Linked DNA regions of Zea mays: region 2 is linked to region 1. The links are chromatin contacts, called in public Hi-C maps. All regions are on one chromosome and are shown on one strand. Each heading gives the region's core, a stretch centred on a gene start, on an enhancer-like site or on the middle of the called end of the contact. The rest is flanking DNA. Distances are from core to core; before and after follow the strand shown. Region 1 holds the start of LOC100501171. Region 2 holds the start of LOC100193164 (calcium ion binding protein).

What was found. Hi-C and Micro-C count contacts between places; a contact is called where the count stands out from the background.
Region 2: a contact with region 1 is called in a Hi-C map of bundle sheath, with 2.7 times the contacts expected there. The contact joins the promoter of LOC100193164 here to the promoter of LOC100501171 in region 1. A contact is called at or near these places in 2 of 25 Hi-C or Micro-C datasets (bundle sheath and ear).

The regions. Positions count from the first base shown.
Region 1 is chr5:121,292,464-121,297,148 of Zm-B73-REFERENCE-NAM-5.0, forward strand. LOC100501171 reads left to right here and starts at 2,643. Exons shown (of 1, transcript NM_001195963.1): 1 at 2,643-3,986. The coding sequence starts at 3,204. The coding sequence ends at 3,731. LOC103626832 (a long non-coding RNA gene) reads right to left here and starts at 3,846. Exons shown (of 2, transcript XR_553179.2): 1 at 3,213-3,846; 2 at 1,656-2,221.
Region 2 is chr5:121,826,306-121,830,990 of Zm-B73-REFERENCE-NAM-5.0, forward strand. It overlaps LOC100193164 (calcium ion binding protein), which reads right to left and starts at 1,890. Exons shown (of 5, transcript NM_001138320.1): 1 at 1,615-1,890; 2 at 966-1,201. The coding sequence starts at 1,158.

The DNA.
Region 1 (4,685 bases), core at 1,393-3,892:
CTTCGGAGGAGGCACTGGATCTGGAATGGGCACCCTTCTCATCTCAAAGATCGGGGAGGAGTACCCTGATCGAATGATGCTCACTTTTTTTTGTCTTTCTCTCACCCGAGGTTTCCGACATTGTTTACTGATAGTCCATCAATTGGTTGAGAATGCTGATGAGTGCATGGATCTTGATAATAAGGCACTTCATGGATCTTGATAATAGTAGGTCGACTATTTTAGTAGCTTCACGATGAAGTTGCTTGAGGAAGGTTTTGATCTTTGTGCACATCTGCTAGCTCTGCGACGGTACCATTTCATGGAAATATCTGACTAGGAAGATTCCTTTATTGCTCAATTTATCTTAAGGAGTAAGGTAATGATGTAATGTTTGTTTATCATAGTATTTTAGCTATAGGTCATGCTTTTTTGTCAACCTGTACGAGTCCACTCAATTTTGAACTTCTCCCATGCAGAAATGGTCATTTGTTAAATCTGAGCAGAAAAGATCAGAAATCCAAGGGCTTATGGAATTGGTATTGCAGAGATCTTCATGTGATTTGGATCCTTATAAGGAAAGATAATTTATATACATGAGGGAGCCACCTATTGATTCTTTTGATGTCTCTACATGTGGTAATAGTTTCATCTGAGATTGTCTCTACCTACTATATATGCAGCTTGTTTACTAAAAAAGTTCTATTTCTCAAATTGCTAACTACTTGATTCTTTACTACTAGGTCTTGATTTACTGGATGACATCTTGTTGGGTTATAAAGCTGAATGGCCAATGAATATTGGCATTACAGTGGACGCACTGAAAATACATGCTAAAATATTATGAATGTTCTCTACCGCAGTTGCTGTGGAGGAAGTCGGCAGCGCGGCTATGGTCGCTGAGAAGAAGGTCGTCGCGGCTGTGTAGCTTGTCGCCTTTGCTGCGCACAAGGCGGGCTACGCCGCGGATGCTGTCTGTTTGTATTACTTTTGGTTGGTTGCATTAAGTGTTGTACTGTGTGTTTGGTAATGCAGTTACTTTTGTATTCAGTGAACTGTTTGGTAATGCAGTTCCTTTTGTATTTAGTGAATTGTGTGGTACTGCGTACACACTGTAGTTCCTTTTGTATTAAGTGTAGTAGTGATGAGGTAATGCATTGCACTTGTGCTACTTAGCTAAATCTATGTACTTGTGCCTGTTGTGGCTAAAAAGCATATGTTTAAGAAAAAACTGCTTTATGTGAATGAGGTACTAGCAATATGTGTACATTGTGGCTCTAAATGGCTACGTCCGTGTACTTATGTTTATATGAAATTTGAAATAACTGTTGAGGCTATTTTCTCAGTACTACTGAGGCTGTTTATAGTTTCTCGGAAACTATTCTTCAGTATCTCGGGAACTTTTGTTCAGTTTCCACTGAACTATTTTTAAGTTTCTCAGGAACTAGAGACTATTTTCTCATATTTTCTTATGAACTATTGTATAGTTTCTCAGGACCTATTCTTCAGTTTCTTAGGAACTATTGTTCAATCTCTCATAAACTATTTTTCTGTTTCTCACGAACTATTGTTGAGTTTGTCTTAAACTATTGTATAGTTTCTTAGAAATAAATATTGTTCAGTTTCATAGAAATCTGAAATAACTGCAGATTCAAGTGACTATTTTCATAGAAATATAAAATAACTGCATATTTAAGTGACTATTTTCACATAAATCTGAAATAATTGCAGTTCATAGATTACAAGGGAAATAGAGGAGTATTTTCACTAGAAGCAGTGCTTGAGATCACTGAATGAATTATAGACTATTTTCACTAGAGAACAGTAGTTCATTTCACAAATTACAGTTTCAAACAAGTTCACGTATCGGTACACACTGCACTTCACATATTACAATTTCAGTGGCCAGATTACACTTTCTTCTTCTTCAGGGTGATTTTTAACTAAACATCTAACAATGCGTGGAGACGACGTTGCTCCTGCTGAAATAGTACTACCATCTTCTGTCGTAGCAATCTGTTATGAGACAACCCCAGCCCTCCAGTCACCACTTCTTCAATCCTTGTCATTGATGTCGGTACCAGTCCTTGAGTAACTTCGGCTCTTGAATTAGGAACCACTTCATCAGTATGTTCTTGCATCAGGAACCACTTCATCAATATGTTACTGTCATATAGCCCGAAGCTCTTTAGGAACCACTTCATCAGTATGTTGCCCGTGAACTATCTCGTGTACATGCAACCTATAGAGCATAATGGAATTAAATAGTTGTGACCTCACCACATAAGAATCTAACTAGATATATGCTCGTGTGTTGCTATGATAAATTACATTAATATACAAAAAATATTATAATTTATAATATTAACTCCGTAGCAACGCACGGGCATATACCTATTATATATATATATATATATATATATATATATATATATATATATATATATATATATATATATATATAAAATCTAAGAGGTGCAACGAACAAGTGATAAAAAATGGCCGTGGCAAATGCAGGATGCTACAGGACCACTGTAGCGAGATAAGTTCGAGCATGACACTGACGGAAGAACCGAGACAGGTATGCCATGGCCAGTTGGCCACCCGAAGACGAAACCACCACAAATGTCACCCTCAAAATTTTCTCCGGAAAGAAAGTAAGGGAAACCGGTCAGAGACCACAAAAGTTTCCATGGTGCCTTGACGCTGATCATTCTCGGCGGCGAGTCCAGCTACAATCTGTGAGGCGGCGGCGGCGGCAAGAACTTGACAAGGACACCAAGCCTAGCCTGGCCAGCTGGCCTGAAAGGTGGATGATGACAACAGGAACAGTCACCTATTCCATGCTGATCTAGCGGCAAGCATCCACCTCCTCTGCGGTCTCCCCTCCGAATCTCCGATGGGTCCCCGGGGGCGACACGTACGCCGATCCGGTCCAGTGCGGAAACGAACCTCCACCGGCGGGGAAGCTCAATACAGGCACGATGCATCCAGGCACAAATCGATCGATTTAGAAACAAGAATCAAAGGTGTGCGAGCCGAGAGACGAACACGAGAGCAAATCCTTCCTTAATATTCATGGACAGCGCAACGCTGACCTGCAACAACCGAAGCCGACCACAGGCATCCGCAAGACAGCAAGTGAAGCTCAGATCGGCGAACTGCGGCCTTCTGCGCTTCGCCTAGGAGCCTACGGAGTACTGAGAACAGAGCAGCGGAGGATCATGGCACACCTTCAATTCTTGCGGCGCCAGAAGCAGCGGAGCTTGAGCCGGCGCGCTAGGACATTGGCGATCGCGACGGCAGCGGCGGCAGCCGCGGCGGCGTCAGCGACGGGGTCGAGCTGGCCTCCCGTGACGACGCGGCTGCCGATGAGGCAGGCGACGAGGAGAAGGGGCAGGCACCAGAGCACGAAGTCGAGCACCGAGTCGAGGTCGACGTCCCAGTCCCACTCCCACACCCTCAGCATGGCCATTGGGAGTCCGAAGCCGGAGGAGGCAAGCACGGACGGAGCTGGACTGGACGAGCGAGCGAGGACGCTGAGAAGGGAGGGAAAAAAAGAGGAAAGGTGTGGAACGAGCGAGCAGCTAGAGCGGCGGCAGCTGGATCAAGGTGGAGAATCGCTGCGGCTGGACTGCGGCGGATATGGATCGGCGCAGGCCGGCGGAAAAAAAAGGTGGCTGGGGTTTTGCGATTGCAGCAGCGGGGAGAGACGTGTTTGTAATCGATCGTGTGGTCTCGTGGTCGGCTGATCCCCGCGCGCGCAGGCGCAGGCAGCCCCTCCCCGTCCCGTCCGAGGCGCAGAGCAAGGATTCGCCCCGACATGGACCCGTCAGAGGGCCGGAGGCGTGAGCTGAAACCGGCATTGTCGGCCGAGTGCGCTGTCCGCTTCCGGTTGCCGAGTTGAGCGACGGGGGAGTCGGGGGAGGAGATGGATAGGTCCGCCCCCGAAGAAGAAAAAAAAAAGGGACGCGGGCGGGAAAGGGGAAAGCTTCCTCCATTCCGGCGCGGCCGCGGGCTACCTCGCTCCACGCTACCAACCATCCGTTGCTGCTCAGCGCTAGTCAGTAGCGACGAGGAGTCTACGCGGACTAGACATGACACCACTAGCAACCGCTAACTACAGGTCCACAGTAAGGTAACCTCGGCTCTAATCATCGTTGATTTCTGCCGCATGTGCACTACTTTCCTTAACATGTCTATCAAACGCTGCATCCTAAGTCTCATCTAAATAATTTTTTTCCATCTTTCATGAAACCCTCTTAATCTGTCTTCTAATTAAATCATTGCTATATTATCATACATGCTTATGTTGTGCCAAGACAATTGATAGTGAAGTAGGGTTTTCGTCGGCTTAGCGGCCTCTACCCAACATGGGATTGGAAATACATTTTTGGTCAAAAAGATATTTTACACATGCTACTTGTAAGTCAGGACTTTCGATATCTGACTTAAAATTTTATCATGAATGAATGAGTATGCTAAATTGGAAGTACGTGGTTCACGATGGAATTGCTGAGAGCGCCGGACTGTCCGGTGGCACACCGCCGGACTGTCCGGTACACACCAGGGAACAGTAGCCTAACAGTTAGTTCCTGGTGGCACTATGACGGAGAGCCACCGAACTGTCTGGTGTGACACCGGACTGTCGAATGCAAGGCTGACAACGCTAAAGATCAACTCTAACTGACAGATCCAACAGCTAG
Region 2 (4,685 bases), core at 640-3,139, 530 kb after region 1:
ATTATCAAAACAGGTGGAACCTCATTTCATTTAGCTGGACTCAAAACAATTTGTTTATGTTAGTGTTGGGGGCCTTCGGCTTTCGAAGTTCCTCAAAAACATGATTTGACAATATTTTTCAAGTGAAATATGTGAACAGGTATCTTCGGAATCGGGTCATGAGTATACAAGAGCATGGTCAGGACGAAGCCTGAGCGAGACGAAAGGTGATTATGACGAAGGATAAGGTGATCACGAAGCTGTGCGCAGAAAAGCTTCGGCATGACAGCAGAGAAGGGGAACCGACTTAAAGATAAAAAGGCAAATTAGACCTCGAAGAATTACTATAGAGTTATTGATAAATGTAAAGGGCATGAATGTAATTCTACATGGGCTGCGTCCCTTGCCTATAAATAGATGAACAGTACCCCCGTACTGTTCACGCTGACTTGGCATTCGCTTTTTACATCACGCCTGTACCCTTACTTTCCGTCAAACCGAAGATACATTTATAATTTGTTATTCTAGATATGGTAATGCAAATAAAAATAAGTTGATGATAATGTTTATATTATTTTTCGTATTTCGTATATGAATTCTTCCTTATCATTTATTGTGCTTACGAAGGTTTTTTCCTTCACAACCTTCGTCCGGAATTCATTATATCCGAAGGGACATAATGTCTTGAAGGACGAAGGACTTTAATATTTAACACTTTTTATGTTGCCTTGTTCTTAACTCTTAGCATTTGAGAACAAGTCCCCAACAGTTAGTTTTATCCAGTAGTTATACATCAGATGAAGTAAAAATAAACTATAATTCAAAAACAATATTGTAGAATAAAGACTACCCAAAGTTCATAACTTGTTCAGGGCTACCTCTAAATAAATTTACATATTTCAACTATACATCAAGTTTTATGTGAAGTTTTGACATTTAAATGCACGGTACCATAGTGTTGGTTCAGATAAAGGGGTAAAGCTCACCAAATTCCTGGAAGATAGTCCTGCAGTTTCTCAAACTCTCGTCGATTTTAGGAAATTTCATGATGACACTATTGAATGATTTCACAGAGGTTCCTTTTAATGCCCTCTGTTGCATAGCGTCAACCATCTTTTTCTCTAACTTCGATGCTGGTGAGCTGTGCCTAGGCGAGTCCCCACTAATTATACCTCCCATTTCGGCAATTTTGACGATCTTGTATGGTGCAAAACCTCCTTGCCTGGAGACATAAATAATATTCATGGTGAGAAATTACAAATTAGCAATATCCACTGTAGCCTAGATTTGAGATGAATCTAGTACGGCCACAATGAAAGGCAGTGACCTCAAAAACCATAAAAGACAGTTTGAGACATGATTTATATAAGAGATGAAATAAAGACACCTAAGAATCATGGTGCTAAGAACAAGATCTTGTCCTTATAAATGTAACAAGTTATTTACATAGTAAATCTAACCTATATCAATCAAATTCAGTCGAAAACAGGTAACGATGGAAGCACCATGCATTAAAAATGGGTAACGATTAACCAGCAGATCAGAAAGATCATTAGAAAGGAACTTGAGAATTCAGGTGCCCACAGCAGCGAAAACATCAATATTCCACGGCACAAAATGAACGGATCTCCTTACCGAGGACAAATCCAACTCCGGATGGATCACCGGCACTCACTCCACCAGCAGGGTCGAGTGGCGATCGACGGGGGACGCAACACCTGGGGGCAGGGGGCTGGACCGGGAAGGCAGGCGCGTGTTGCGCATGCGGTGGGACGTGAGAGGGGAGGAGGAGAGGCTACGCTCGCGGGGATCTGGTGGTGGAGTGGATGGGATGGGAATGCGGATGGGATCGAGAGGAGAAGCAGATGCGTGTTCGGCGCCGAGGGCCGTGGGCAGCCTACGACTACTGCGAGAGCAGGCGCCCGGTGAAACGCATGCGCGCGGCGCGCGAAACGCCCGCGGCGCGCCAACTCCATCCAACACGCGTTCCTCCTGCTGCTGATGTCAGCATTGCACAAATATTCCAAAATTTTCTTTTAAACTTTATTAGGTTGTGGCCAGCACACCATGTACAATATTTTGCACTGTACTATTTATAAAATACAATTTAAAATAGAAGATAAGATATACAAGGCTAGCACAAACAACATTAGCGAGCACCCACTAGCGAGCATCCTAGTCTCAAAATAGTATAAGGCATGGAGGTATTTTAAATTTTAAACATTATTATATGTTGATCAACAAATGCTCTAATTATCTATATCTCTACTCTCTACTAGGCATGGAGGTATTTTAAATTTTAAACATTATTATATGTTGATCAACAAATGCTCTAATTATCTATATCTCTACTCTCTACTATACTTAAAACACCAGTTTAGCAGTGCAAGAGGTGGGGTTTGAACTCACACCGTGAAGCAAGAAGGGTGGGAGACACTAGACAAATCTGTCGAACCAGTAGAACATCATGCTCAAATGTTTATAATATTGAATATAAGTTGTAAATATGTATATGTGATTTTTTGTAAAATAAAAAAAAATAATCGTGTCGGGTCGGATCAGCACTACGGCCTGAGGCTACGGCCCAAGCACCGCACGACGCTCGTGCCGGGTTGGCCTAGGCACTATATATTAAATGGGTCATGCCTCGGGCCGGCTCGCCAGACACGACATATTTGGCCATCTATACCTCCGCACGATAATGATGGTCCTCGCCTCAGTTGCCACTACCTCGTTCGCCATTCTACTTCTTTTCTCTCTCCCCTCATGCCTCCACCTCTGCGCCACCCCATTCTCGGCCGAGGGCGCAGGAGCATGCGCCTCCTACCCGTATTCGTCCGACACCAGCCTCGACACCGATTCGCGCAGTGGCTATTGCACGTCCACGAGGATGTTTCACATCATGCGTGCACCATCATTTTCGCCGTCGTCGGACATCCCGTTCGTGTTCCCGGCCTTCGCTCTGTTCTTCCTCCCCAACCTACTGCCCCCGCCCACGGTCACAGCCGTGAGCCGACCGACACTCGTTGACGCGGGTATGACGCGAGTCGGTCATGCTCCTAGCCTTTCTCCGTGCGTGCCGTCGAGGAGGACATGGTGGCGCCTGCTACGCTTAGGTTATCTTGGCGATGAGGAGTCCAGGTCTGAGATATTGGACAACCAAGGCCCATAGCGTGGCATAGGTTATCTTGGCGATGAGGAGTCCAGGTCTGAGATATTGGACAACCAAGGTCCATAGCGTGGCAGGAGTCGGCATATGCTACGGAGTTGGTGGGGGTGTTGTGTCGCTTCGGCGGGTCCAGTGATGGAAGACACTCGCATTCTCTCACCCTTCTCGGATTGACGCCTGGTGCGGAGACAATCAATAAAAAACCTTAAGATCTTTTTGGTGGATAATTTACGTGGATATTGTTGTAAGCCGTCGCAAAGCACAGGTAACCAACTAGTCTAAGATAAAACTAACATTAAAGTGAAAGTGCCACGCCACTGTAGCAAAATTATAAATTCTTCATACTATATGTGATAAATATTAGTCAATTTACTAACAGAAGATTTGGGCACCCTGGTGCCAATGCACCAAGGAAACATAACATGACGTCGGCTCTCATCTTTTGAAACGTTTTTTTTCTGACAGGCCATCGTATGAAAAGTTGATACTACATGAGGTTACTTTATTTTATTAATTAGAAAATTTTCTAATGATAAATTTTTTATCAATAATTATATATTAGTAGACAACGTGTATTTGTGCTATAAAGGGACAAAAAAGTTTTGTTGCAAGGTGCTCGTGCTAATGATAATAAAATAACTATTTTTATCGAACTTAGTTGGGCTTGACCTGACCTTAAATTAGAAAAAAAATTAATACCCATAATCAATGTGTTGGCGCGCACCAAACACTAGGAGTGTACAGTCTAACAGTGCCCTCTACGACGGTAATGAATGGGTCGCGACCTCACCTGCAGGAACGACTTCTTTTCTACATCGCTCCAGACGGCCTGCGCTCTGGGCTGGACAGTCCGTAATGGCGCAGGGTCGTATTTTTCCTCGCAGAAACATAGATCTAGTCCCCTGGGAAAGAGATCTTAGGGTGTCTTAAGTCAGCAAATCACCCGCAACGTCCCCAGATGACGTAGAGTTGCCTAGGAATTATAAAATCAAGTCGATAAAGTGAGTCTTTCCTCTTGGGAGGGGTATGATCTTAAGTTCGTCTTGGGGTCGGCAGGGCCCACAAGACAGATCTAGATGACGTAGAGTCGGATAGGGATGGAGAGGATATGTGGAAAGTTATAACTAAAGTTATGCTATATCTAGTCCCACGACAGGAATGATAAAGGACTGATAAAGAAAGCAATACATTGGTTCGATTGGAATGTGTTCGGGGTTTCTCAATCGACCGTACCCCTTTATATTTGTAAGTTAGGATAACCACACATGGGAGGCTTATACGCGCCGGCCCGTCCTCCCGCGCGGCCAACCTTCTCGTACGGGAGTCTTGGACCTTCCTTTTATAGGCGTAAGGAGAGGGCCCAGGTGTACAATGGGGGATGTAGCAGTATGCTAACGTGTCTAGCAGAGAGGAGCTAGAGCCCTAAGTACATGCCGTCGTGGCAGCCGGAGAGGTTTTGGCACCCTGTTCATGTGATGTCGTGGCCGTCGGAGGAGCGCTGGAGCCTTGCGGAAGGACAGCTGTCAGGGCTGTCGAG